Regions from separate parts of the Mus musculus genome. Here region 2 is linked to region 1. The links are chromatin contacts, called in public capture Hi-C maps. All regions are on one chromosome and are shown on one strand. The core of a region is the stretch at or near the end of the contact, and the rest is flanking DNA. Distances in the headings are between cores, read along the strand shown. Region 1 overlaps Tmprss13 (transmembrane protease, serine 13). Region 2 overlaps Cep164 (centrosomal protein 164).

Region 1 (6,130 bases), core at 1,194-3,693:
TATGCTCACATAAAAACCGGTATAATTGTGTATTGTAATCTATGTTCAGCTTGGTTTTTATGTATGCATATTTGTGCAAAGCTCTTAAGAGAAGCAAGCTTGTACCTGCTGGGGAAGTGGCTTTGGGGTTGGACAGAGAAGAGCCACCTGAGCCTGACCAGAAGTGTGGCTTTTCTGAGACTCTTGGAGGTTTTTCTCCACTTGTGCATTCTTCCGGGTGGTGCCCATGTAGACACCCAGCCTGGAAAGCAGTCTGCCCTGTGCTCTGAGGGAAGAACACGAAAACAGATATTGTTCAGCCCTGCTGAAGCAGCTCAGTCAGATAAATCTGATGTAAGAAGATCTGTGACTTTCCTTCCACCTTAGCGAGATGAAGCAAATTCCCGCCGGCTCTGTAGAAGTTTGGAAACCCAGGACGAGAATGAGTGGACCATTGAGCATGGAGCATTAGTACCGCTCACTCACATGGCTTCCTATGGAATGATCCTTACCAGTTCATAGGTTTGAACATTTGGTTCCAGCTTGCAGGTAACAATGTTATTTGGGGAAATTTGGAGTGCAATTGTGGAACTTTTAGGAGGTTGTGATGGTTTGAATAAGAATGATCCCCATAGTTCCTATACGTGAATGCTGAGGGATTAGCACCATTTGAAAGGATTAGAAGGTATGGCCTTGGTGGGAGTGTGTCATAGGGGTGTGGGCTTTGAGGTTTCAGAAACCAGAGTCAGTCTCCATGGCTTCCTCTTCCTGTTGCCTGTGGGTCCAGATGTAGAACTCTCATCTTCTTCAGCACCATGTCTGCCTGTGTGCTGCCATGCTCCCCATCATGATGATAATAAACTAAACCTCGGAAGCCGAACGCCAACTGAAATAAATCTATTGTAAGAGCTGATGCGGTCACAGGAAGAACAGTGACTAAGACAGAAGTGGAGCCTTGCTGGAGGAAATGGATCTGGTTGGAAATGGATGTTGCCAGAGACAGGGGCAGAGGAGTGGCTAAGGCTGGTTCCTAACAGAGTGCCCTCTGCTTCCTGTCTAATGCCAAGATGTAACGAGCCACTCTGCAGTCCCGGTTCACTCTGCAATCCTGGTCCACTACGCCTTCCCCACCAGAAGGGACTGAAACTTCCTAAAACCATGAGTGAAAATAGACTCTTCCTCTCTCTGCTGTGGGTTATTTTTGCCACCAAGAGAAGAGATATAGCCCACATAATCATGTACCACAGAAGAGAAGAGAGCGTGGGCACATCTCCCAGCAACATCATCACAGAATGTATGGACCACCAAGAAAGGTCAGCCAGAGGCCCCGAGGAGGAAGGGAAAGAGTTGGTGGCATGGAAGTTGGTGATTTTGTCAAGGAGGGATTACTCTACTGTGAAGAACCACAGAGACTTCAGTGAGAGGAGAACTTACAAATGCCCACTGGACGTAACAACATGGGCATTCGTGGGCAGAAGGCTGTGGGAAGAGAATTAGCTGAGGATATGTGACCCTTACAGCTCTAAACTTGCCAACTCCATTGGCGGGTCAGAGGCCATTGGTCGAGACACTAAGCTCTAGAGGAAAATTCTTCCATGTGACAAAGGGAACAGGTGAAGTTCACTTGCTGTTTTGTGGCTTAGAGAGATGGCCAGCTGGATAGCCACCCACCCTAGGTAATAGTATCTATTCCTGAAAGAGCAGTTCACTGCTTAGAAAACTTATACAGAGAAATGGTAAGTTTACTAGAACTTAAAGATTGGGTCACATGACCACTCTTCTTTGTTTGCTGAAGGGATATAGTGACAAACGAACTAGATAGTCTCTTTGTGTCTCTTGTTTTTGTCTACCATCCCATTTAATTCTACAGCACGCAGGAGAGATACACACACTTTGCTTATGAGGAAATAGAGGGATTGGCTTGCTGGGATCACATAGTTAAGCAAGTGGTGAAGCTGGAATTTGCATCTCCAGGTACTCTGGGTCCAACCTCTACAACAGTGTAATTAGAAAGCACAGGTGTGGCTGACTCTTGGAGACTCTGGATTGTGTAGGGAAGGCATCCTGTGATGTCTACACTCCGTCTCCTATTCGGAGGAGTTGAGCTGTCGAGGATCAAAGACCAGGCCAGACCTTTATCTTTCTGGGAGGCCTGTTTTAAACAAAGCTTTGTTCCTGGGTGGTCCAGGACTGATCATCTATCTGTACATGGCCCTCCTAGGTTTCTGGGCAGCTGTGCGGCAAGACCAGGATGTTGTTTACTTCCTGGGCTGAGCCACAGTTTTTCCAAATGACAGGAGGTGAGGTCCCTTGCAGAGGAAATAGAGAATGAATGGTATGTGCCTTTTACAGACCTTGACCCAGATCAAGAAGACAAAGACTGAATGACAGCTTGTTGTAGTGTGACAGGGCTTCTTAGACACCGTGCACTTGGGAGCAGGGCCTCTTCTGACTCTGGATGCCCTTCTCCAAGGTTCTGGAAATTGCCAAGTCTAAGCTTCTCATCACGTCCAAGGGTTTCCACCCAGCTGTCCCTGGGGTGTTTTTCCCTTCCTCCTATCCTGGAAAGATACACAGAGCCAGGCCCTACTGAGGTCTCAGGTTAGAGGGGCTTCACCTGGGGTTGGGAGTAGGCTAGGTGCGGAGTGTAGGGGGAAAGCTTCCACAGCCACAGATTCACAGTGCAGCTCTGGCCCTTGAGAGCCTGTGTTTTGGGAGGTGCACTTCCTTGTTTCCTTGTTTACAAAGCTGGAATGGTTACCACGTGCTTTGTGGGATTACAGGTTTACAGGAATAATGGATGTCAGGTGCTTTGCTCAGTGTCTGACACAGGCAGATACTGAATTGCTGTCCCTGTCCTCCTCATTGTCATTGCTGGGAGCATTCGTGCATCTCCTCCAGTTCTCCCAATTGCATCAGAACAAAGGAGAGCAATTATGAGAAACAATGGCCCCCGGGAAGCTAATCAAACCCCAGAGGCAGCCAGATCCCCAGCCAAGCTGCAAGTGGCTCCTCTCCACAGAGTTCACCAACCCTGTTCCCTGCAGTTCCCGGGGCTCTCATTTGCATCCCTGAGAAACTCCTCAGAAACTGACCAGGCTGGCCTCGAACTCAGAAATCCACCTGCTTCTGCCTCCCAAGTTCTGGGATTAAAGGCATGCGCCACCACTGCCCAGCCCCCGCCACCTCTTTTATGTAAGATTTTTAGCCTCTATGGGTGTCCTGGGCTGAAGAAATATATTTTCTGTTTCCTTTGTGGTGCTTGATTATTTTTTCCTGTACGATCCCCATGCCTTTCCCTACTTGCCTATCAGCTTACAATCTGAAGTCCGACATACCCTGCAAAGAGTTGGTTATGTGGAGAAAGATGCACAGTAGTGGCCAAAGTCTTGTTACTCAGCCCCAGTTTTGGCTTTTCTTAAAGTGAACGGAGATATGTGTAGCTGTCCTCTAAAGTGAGTATGTACTGCCTCAAAGGCTGTCATTCCTGGCCCCAAGGCCTCTCAGCGACACTGTGGTAGGCTCACAGGGATCGCCTCTGAGCCAGGCAGTTAAGAAATGGGTGTGTCTTCTACCTGGTTTCCTTTGCACCAAAAGCAGACAAGAGGGCCGTGACAGTCACACAATGGAAAGACCTAGGTCCTGGAAAGCCCACGTGAGAGAAAGCCTCCAGCTGAGGGAGCACCCCAGGGACCTTTTAATGGATGAGAACCACACTCCATTGGAGAGATACGCACACTTTGCTTATGGAAAAAAAAAAAAAAAAAAAAAAAAAGGAATCCAGTAGCCACAGCCCCTGCCATCCTTATGCCTTCTTGAGCAGATGAAGCAAGAAAAGAGTCAGAGGAAGGATCACCTGGGCATCGATGAGAGATGCAAATGACATAGATGTAGCATCGGCCAGGCACATGCAGACCTGGAAAATGCTGGCTGTGGCAACAGGGATGCTCAAATGTGGCAGTGGTGCTGGACAGCCATTAGTGGAGACATATCTGTTACAGCTAGTGTAGTAATGCTGGTTCAGCAGTGGTGAACACCATTAATCCCAGCAGAGACAGATCGATCACTGAGTTCAAGGCCAGCCTGGTCTACAGAGCTAGTTCCAGGACAGCCAGGGCTACAGGGAGAAACCCTGTCTCGAAAAATAAACAACAGCAAAAGTTAGGGAGAAGCATGGAGGAGTAGATCTTGTAGAAAAGGCCACCGACGCATCCCTCTTGTAAAGAACTAGGTCATCACTGGGGCTTATAAGCACCCTTCTTGCTGAGATAACAAAGGCAGAGGCAGAGGACGAGGGGAAACGTCTGACCCTAGAGTGCCTGCCCCATGCCACATCTACTTTAGGAATGTTCACTTCCTCTTTAAAACTCACTTCAAACTTCTCCTCTCTGGATGAGGCCGGTGGCTCATATGTCCATGTTCCAAGTGTGGTACCCACACTTAAGCATCCCTTCCATCACAAAGACTAGAGAGTGCTGTACTGCTTGTGGATTGTCTGGACTTAGCATCAGTACCTGGCACCACTGAGCTCTGCTCTCATTGGGGAAGGAATCAAAGAACAGATGTGCAAATGGGTGAGCAGAAGCCAAAGATGAGAAAGTCAAGAAGAATCATGTCCAAGATGCCTGGGCACTGGGGCAGAGTGCAGGCCATCTTGATGTTTCTACCTACGTCATCAATGAAGCACCCAACAACTTCTTTGTGCCACACGATTTTATTATGGAAGCTCATTGCTGGGATCTTCTGCACACATGGATGCTGCCCGCCTCCTTCCCAGCCTTGAAGAGATTCCCTTGTGTCTCAGCCCTGTCTGATGCTGCCCAACCACTCCAGTGACCTCCAGCTTGCCTGAGCTGTCCTGAGCTGGTCTGATCTCCTTGAACTTGCCTCCGAGACTCAGTATCACAGAAGTCTGGTAGGCCCAAGGAAGGCTGAAGAGAGTGGAGCTGAGTAACAACAGGTAACCAAGAGAAAAGGCCCAGGGAAGACCAGGAGAATGGCCAACTGAGGCCACTCACAAGGGCTGTTTAGAAGTTCTGAGGACAGGTCTTGCATTCTCTTCATGGCCTTTTAAGTCAGTACAAAGTCAAAAGATGAAGGATGACAGAAGCAGACTTCATTGTCAGCCCTTGGGTGTAAACGATGCTGTATGTGTGGACTTCCTCAGAGGTCCCAGGAGGCGAACCAGGGCAGCACACACATCTTTATTTCTTCTGGCTGGCTATAGTCCTTGGAGGCTAGACCAGTATGCACTGGATTTTTCTGTCAACCCAAAGGAGGGTTTTCTTCCCTGAGTATTTCAAAGGTCCCTAGTCTCTCCACTGACCTGGAGGTGTCTGTCCTGAGGATTTCATCAAGGCACTTCACCTGATTTCATGAAGCCAGTAATATATCACAGGATGCTTCAGTGGTATAATATATTATAGGATGCTGCAACTCCCATGGGTCCCTTGGAGTTCATGAAGTAATTCATGTAAAAAAAAAAAAAAAAAAAAAAAAAACCTCCCAAGGTCCCTAGGATTTTTGGAGACGCCTTAAAGTTACATCTATTTCTATATTTTAAATATAAAAATAAAATTCATCCCAACAGCTTGTGACCAAAGGCACAGCAAGCCTGAGTCACAGTCATTACCTAGAGATGGGCAGCTACAGCAGAGCCCAGCTCTGGAGCCCACAGCAGCTGCAAGTGACAGAGAGGGCCGGATGCTTGCTCACAGATGGTAAAGGTTTTCCACGGAGGACAGATGGTCCGGGCACCGACAAGACAGCCCCTGACAAAACTTGCTGCTGTCCCAGCACAGCAATGGTGTTACTGGCTGTTGGGTGTCTGACCAATCCTGGCTGGCCTTCAAGTCAGAGTCAGAAGAGCGACAACTGCTGTTGTCATGTTCCAAGTCCTGCCCAGGCTCATTTTTGGCTCCACCTTCACACTTATGGACTCGTAGGAACACACCTGGTGCCCAAACTCTTAACTCCAGATCTCCAGCCTGGGATTCTGAGAAGAGCTGAGTTTTCCTGTTTTCTGAAGAATTTATAATAGTAACATACCACACCACACACACACACACACACACACACACACACACACACACACACACACGATGCAAACACATACACACCACATACACACTCTCCCAGAGACAGCAGACAG
Region 2 (6,130 bases), core at 1,281-3,780, 420 kb before region 1:
CCATCCATCCTCTGTCCCCCCCATAAGGTCCATTATGGGAGCCCTGTTATTTGCGGGGACAGGGAGAGGCACTAGTAAGACACTCAGGTGCCAGCGACATACTGAATCCTCTGCCTCTTGCCTTCCAGTCACCCCGACCCCGACCTCTGCTGATCCCAACAAGATCCATTACCTGAGCAGCTCCCTTCAGCGAATCAGCAGTGAGCTAAACGGCGTGCTGAATGTGCTGGGAAGCCTCAACTCCCAGCCGCCGCCCCAGGGCCTCGGCAGCCAGCCCCCGCCTCCACTCTTCACCTCCTCACTTCGGTCCTCCAAGAATGTCCTTGACCCTGCCTACTCCTCCCAGGCCAAGCTCTCCTCCTTATCTTCCATCACACCCATGTCCACCCAGTGGGCCTGGGACCCAGGGCAGGGCACCAAGCTGACCTCTTCCTCCTCCTCTCAAACTGTGGATGATTTCCTGCTGGAGAAGTGGCGCAAGTATTTTCCCTGTAGGTCCCTACCTCCACATCTCTTCCCTTTGTCCCATGTCCTTTCTTTTTCTTTTGCCTACCCCTTATCTTTGCCATCATCTTTGGTCCATTGGCTCTGTCTGTGGGGGCCTGGGGAAGGAAGACCTTTGCCGGTCGCTCTCCAGCTAGAGGCTCTGTGCGGGGAAGCTTTACACTGAGCCTGCACTGCTTGGAGCTGTTATTATCAATGCTAGAGCTTGGCAGAATTTTAAAAAGTTACTATTGTTGTCCTATTGTCTGCCATTAGTACAGTACACTATGGCATTTACACACACACACACACACACACACACACACACACACACCTTCATTTAGTCTATGTTATAGTTCTCAGGTAGTAGTTATTTATCCCAGTGTCTTAGTCAGGGTTTCTATTCCTTCACAAAACATGATCAAGAAGCAAGTTGGGGAGGAAAGGGTTTATTCAGCTTACACTTTCCACACTGCTGTTCATCACCAAAGGAGGAAGGCAAGACTGGAATTCAAGCAGGTCAGGAGGCAGGAGCTGATGCAGAGGCCATGGAGGGGTGCTACTTACTGGCTTGCTTCCCCTCTCTTGCTCAGCTTGCTGTCTTATAGAACCCAAGACTACCAGCCCAGGGATGGCACTGCCCACAAGGGGCCCTCCCCTCATTGATCACTAGTTGAGAAAATGCCTTACAGCTGGATCTCATGGAGGCATTTCCTCAAGTGAGGCTCAGGCTCCTTTTTCTGTGATAACTCCAGCTTGTGTCAAATTGACACACAAAACCAGTCAGTACAGTTCCCATTTTATAGCTGAGTAAGCTGAGACTCTGAGGGTTAGTAGTAAACTCCAGAGTACCCTTCGAATGAGTGAGTCATATACCAAGTTTTGACCCTGTGCTTATGACCCCGTGGCCCTGGCTTCTGCTCTGGGACCTAGTTTTGCCTTGTCGAGTAACATAAGTCAGAAAGGCAACCATTTGAGGGAAAAAAAATGTAAAAAACAAAAAAGTCTTTCGGCTCAGCCCAAATTGAAAACGAAATTTTTAGAATCAAAGTAAACAGGACAGTTCTTGTCTGTCACCTGTCTCTCACCTCCAGCATGGCAACATTCCCTGCCATTGTTTGTTCTGGGGACATCCTTTTCTGGGAATGCAGGGGCACTGGTAGTGAATGTGGAGGTGGCCTGCTGGGGCTGGGGCTGCCCTTAGACCCCATCTTCTTGCTGTTCCAGCTGGCATCCCGTTGCTCAGTGGCTCTCCTCCCCCACCGGAGAACAAGCTGGGTTATGTGTCTGTAAGGTAAGTCTCTGCGCTGGGTGTGGCCTCACAGTTTAGATCTTTACTGTACCCCCCTGGGCCAATGGCACCATGGACAGATGGGAACAAACCTCATGATCCTGTTGGCCTGGAGCCCAGACAGGTCCCCAGCCCAGAGACACCTACATCTTGCCTTTTCTGAGAAACTCCACCACGGCAAGTAAACAGTCAGATCGCCGCTGCCAAGGTTCAGTGGATGTGAGGCAGGGTGTGTGGGCTCTGCAGGTGTTGCCCATCGGGGGAGAGACTGAGGTGAAGCCCAGCTCATCCCGTGGCCCCACCAGCCCTGGAGTCTGACCCGGCTTTGCCACTGAACTCTTTGATTCCTATGGCAAGCGATTATTTGGTCCTGTTATCCATTTCCTGTTCATCTCACTCTCTGGCAAATATCTTGTTCTCGCCACCTCAGCCCTAACTGTAAACCCCCACAAATTTATCTCTGCTCTCTGGGCCAGCCCGAGAGCTGCTGCTGTGTAAGTATCTGGGTGGACAGAGGGAGCTCTTTGCTGATGAGAACGGCCGAGGATGGACAGATGCGAAGGTCCAGAGTAAACTTTGCATGAGATGCTCAGGAAGGGGGTGGAGGGCAGCCAAGACCTTCCTTTTGGGGAACTGATGCCCCTCCGCATTACCAGAGAAGGCCCTTTGATTGCTGGAGGCCTTACAGAGGTGAGAGAGGGTCGCAGAGAGGCGGGGCTCCGTTCGGGCGTGCCGCCAGCTTCCTGCCTGCTCTCCTCCCTTTTCCAGTGAGCAGCTCCACTTCCTGCAGCGCTCCCACCCTCGAGTCCCCAGGACGGATGGTGTCAGCATTCAGAGCTTGATCGATTCCAACCGGAAGTGGCTGGAACATTTCCGGAACGACCCCAAGGTGTATCCTTTTAGCTGGTCCCCAAGCTTTAGTCCCTCCCGGTGATAGCAACTTGACTGGCCTGCTCTCCACCACCGGCCTCGGTGGTGTCGGAGAATACCCCTTTGGACCGTAGACCCTTTCTCTCAGCCGTCCAGTTTTCCTTCACTTTGTGACCAGACAGCTTTTCTCCTCGGCGCCCAAAGCAACAACCACATCGAACTTATCGAACCTCCTGCAGCTGGGCCTGGACGAGAACAACAGACTGAATGTGTTTCATTACTGAACCCCGTGTGGGGCGGGGCAGGGCGGCCTCCTCCTCTATTACAAGTGCCTGAGGAGCCGCCAACATTTTATTTCTCTCATCAAGCATGTCCTCCGTTGTGAACCCCACCGAGGACTTAGAGGAACCACCGGGTTAGATAGGTGGAGAGTACGGCTGTAGACGGCCACGCACGCTTCAACCATGGACTGTCCTGAGCAGAAACATGTGGACATATGCGAGCTTCTGCACCAAAGTGGCACTGAGATGTGGGCTGCTGAAGACTTCAGGGGTGTGGACACCTTAGTTAAAGCGACTGCTATGGGAGGCTTAGGGATCCTCCTTGGAGGTTGGCCCCCTGCTGAGGATGTGGTCCTTTATTCACATGGCCTCCTAGCATGGCATGCCCTGGCACTTTGGCTGTGCTGGGTCTGTGCCCCTTTCGGATACCTCAGCCCCGACAGGATCATACCCGTCCCTCTCTTTTTGCCTTTTTTTTTCTTTGTAAATGTCTTCTGACTGTCACAAGTTTGGGCTCAGCTGCCTGAGCCCGGCTGGATGTTGCTAGAGGGGCCCCGAGGGATGTTCTGTCTCCTTCCCCTCGGCTGGCACCGTGATTTCCTCACGATTCTCAGGAGCAGCCCTCTCCCCCCTTAGGGTGCTCTGTGGAGCTCTTCCTTGCCCTCAGGTTTCAAGCACCTATCTTTCCAGGAAGCCAAAAAAGCCATAGGGAAAGAGGGGAATGCCTTCTGCCCCATCTTGATATTTCTCTTCTTTAACTCGAGTGTGTCTATGAGCCCTATTTCCATCTGTCCTTCTATCTGGGCCGCCCCTAGCCCAGTCCAACTAGCAACTCTGTCCAGAGCTCAGTGGATGGAACTGATTCCAGCCTGGCACCAGCAGGGACCATCTTGGGTCAGGTGCTTCTGGCTAGTGCTTCTGGCTCAAGCCTCCTCGGCCCAACTTCCCCTCAGCGGGCTCTGCAGGAGCTGCAGGTGATGCTCTCAGCATCTGTCTCCTTGTTTAAACAAAATGCCCTCATTTTTCTTGTCTTGAGAAGCTGCGGGCTGCCTCTACCCCCGCAGCCCACAGGGTCTCACCGATTTATTGTTCGTTTCTTTGCTGTGGAATAAACCTCGAGCAGCCAGTTGGCTTTTTACCCTTTAGATATTTTTTAGTCATCGGCTGACCACACACAGATAAAGTCCGTTTTGTTACTTCTTCCACTCTGTGTGCCTTGAGAACCGCTCATGTGGTACAACCAATTCTGGTGACAATCCTGTGATTTTTTTTTTTTTTTGCACCTATTAAATCTCTGTAAGTCAATTTTCTATGAGGCAGTCCTGTGAGTGTGCTGGTCTCTTTGGAAGCCTTGTGTTCTTCTTCCCGAGGGACAGGAAGGTGGGGGTCAATGGGTCTTCAGGGAATACCTCCCTGGGTATCTGATTTAGTTATCCCAACAGGGTGGAGTTGGGGGCAGGTGTGGGCTGCTCCATTTTTATGGGTGACAGAAAAGCAAGGCTCAAAGATATCTAGGTGCCTAGCAATCCTTAGTAAAATGTAGAGCCCTCCCCAAAGCTGCCTCAGCTCTCCTCTTGCCACCAGTCCTCAGAGAGCTCACTCCCATTTATAGTCTCCTACTTCTCTGTTTTCCACTTGCAAGGCTGGAGACCCACCGAGCAATTTCCCCAAAGACTAGGTTTTTTTCTTCCCGTGTAAACGATGCCATGTCCTGCACCCCAGTCTATAGCTGGCAAGGTTAAGTGGCTTTTCTCCTGCTCCCCTGGGTGAACAGTCTCCGTACATTCCTAAGCTTGTGGCAAGGGACTAGCTCGGAGAACCAGAACCAACCCACACAGCATATTTCAGGAATCTGTATAGGAAACTCAGCCTAGTGTCCTAGCTACTTCCTAGGAAGGAACAAGGAGATGGGGGAGGCAGTGAGCCAACATCTGTTGCATGCCTCCACACGCTGTGGTTTTCTTATGCTCTTGTTTGTAATCTTAACCTTAGGGTATTTTAGAGATGAGAAAGTAAAGTCTAAGCTCAGCGAGGTCAAGGTCACAGAGCTAATAACTAGCATTTGAACTAGATGGAGTCTGTTCCTGAAACTTGAATTCCATTGCGTGCAGCCACCCCATTGTCAGCAGCTGTCTCCTCCAGGCTCACAGCACAGTCCCCGGCAACTAGTAGTTTTCTAATTGGGATAGCAAAACCTTCCTGGGCTAGGGTTGGAATTTGGGGACCGGGGACGCATTATTACAGAATTTACTTGCTTAGCATGCATATGGCCCTGGATCAGTCCACAGTGTAGCCAAAAAAAAAAAAAAAAAAAAAAAAAAAAAAAGGAAAATGGGGCTGGTTTTTGGCCAAGCATGGTGGCATGCCTATTTAATCCTAGCACCCAGGAGGCAGAGGCAGGTGGAGCTCTGAGTATGAGACTATCCTGGTCTACATAGTGAGGTTCAGGCCGGCAAGGACTACATAGTGAAACTCTGCCTCTCTCTCTCTCTCTCTCTATATATATATATATATATATATATATATATATATATATACACCTCTCGGGTGAGCTGTAAGGGATTACGAGATCCGGGCTACTGTAAAAAGTACACTAAAAGGTGGGGGGTGCCCTTCAGTGGCATAGAGTATATGGAGTGTGTCTCAGTAGTGTGTCTCAGCTGCTCTCGGTAGACACTGGAATCCCGAAGAAGTGGGCTCTGATGCCAGTGATGCTGCAAGGCGGGAGCAAGCAGGCAAAGAGCAAAGGCTTCCATGCAGAAGGTTCGGCGTCAGCAGGTTTGGCCTAGATTAAAGGAGTATCTTTCTGTCTCAAGAGCTGGATCAAAAACCAGGCACACCTTTAATTCCAGCACTTGGGAGGCAGAGGCAGGAGGATCTCTGAGTTTCAGGCCAGCCTGGTCTACAGAATGAATTCCAGGACAGCTGAGCTACTCAGAGAAACCATGTCTCAAAAAGCAAAAACAAAAAAAGAACTACCAAAGGCATTGTCTTCCTACCTCAGAGGTCTGGACGGAATGTGATCCGCCCACTTCAAACACACCTCACAGGCCCTTTATCTCTGGATTCCATTTAACTCCAGATTTAGTCAAATTGACAACCAAGAATAACCATCACACCTACCAAATACTACAAGCTAGGATTCTAAACAGCCCAAGTTATCCTCACAAGCTCCAAGTTCCAGCAGCTTCTGTTTCTGGTGAGG

Evidence for each region. Capture Hi-C pulls out chosen DNA fragments and counts their contacts.
Region 2: a capture Hi-C map of embryonic stem cells shows a contact between it and region 1, with 2.9 times the contacts expected there. The contact joins two enhancer-like sites. A contact is called at or near these places in 2 of 484 Hi-C or Micro-C datasets (muscle stem cells and nephron progenitors), 2 of 115 datasets of contacts at active chromatin or transcription factors (both in embryonic stem cells) and 1 of 9 other capture datasets (embryonic stem cells).

Annotation. Positions count from the first base shown.
Region 1 is chr9:45,346,129-45,352,258 of GRCm38.p6, reverse strand. It overlaps Tmprss13 (transmembrane protease, serine 13), which reads right to left. Exons shown (of 13, transcript NM_001013373.2): 13 at 4,678-6,130. Among named protein-coding and RNA genes, the nearest start is that of Fxyd6, 21 kb to the left of the region's middle. Within about 2 kb of position 2,443, at least 12 of the 459 cell types and tissues checked have an H3K27ac peak or open chromatin away from gene starts, as enhancers often do. A contact at or near this core is called in embryonic stem cells, where this site is marked.
Region 2 is chr9:45,765,056-45,771,185 of GRCm38.p6, reverse strand. Cep164 (centrosomal protein 164) reads left to right here. Exons shown (of 30, transcript NM_001081373.3): 27 at 129-491; 28 at 1,711-1,777; 29 at 2,543-2,665; 30 at 2,823-4,240. The coding sequence ends at 2,928. Among named protein-coding and RNA genes, the nearest start is that of Cep164, 61 kb to the left of the region's middle. Within about 2 kb of position 2,530, at least 19 of the 459 cell types and tissues checked have an H3K27ac peak or open chromatin away from gene starts, as enhancers often do. A contact at or near this core is called in embryonic stem cells, where this site is marked.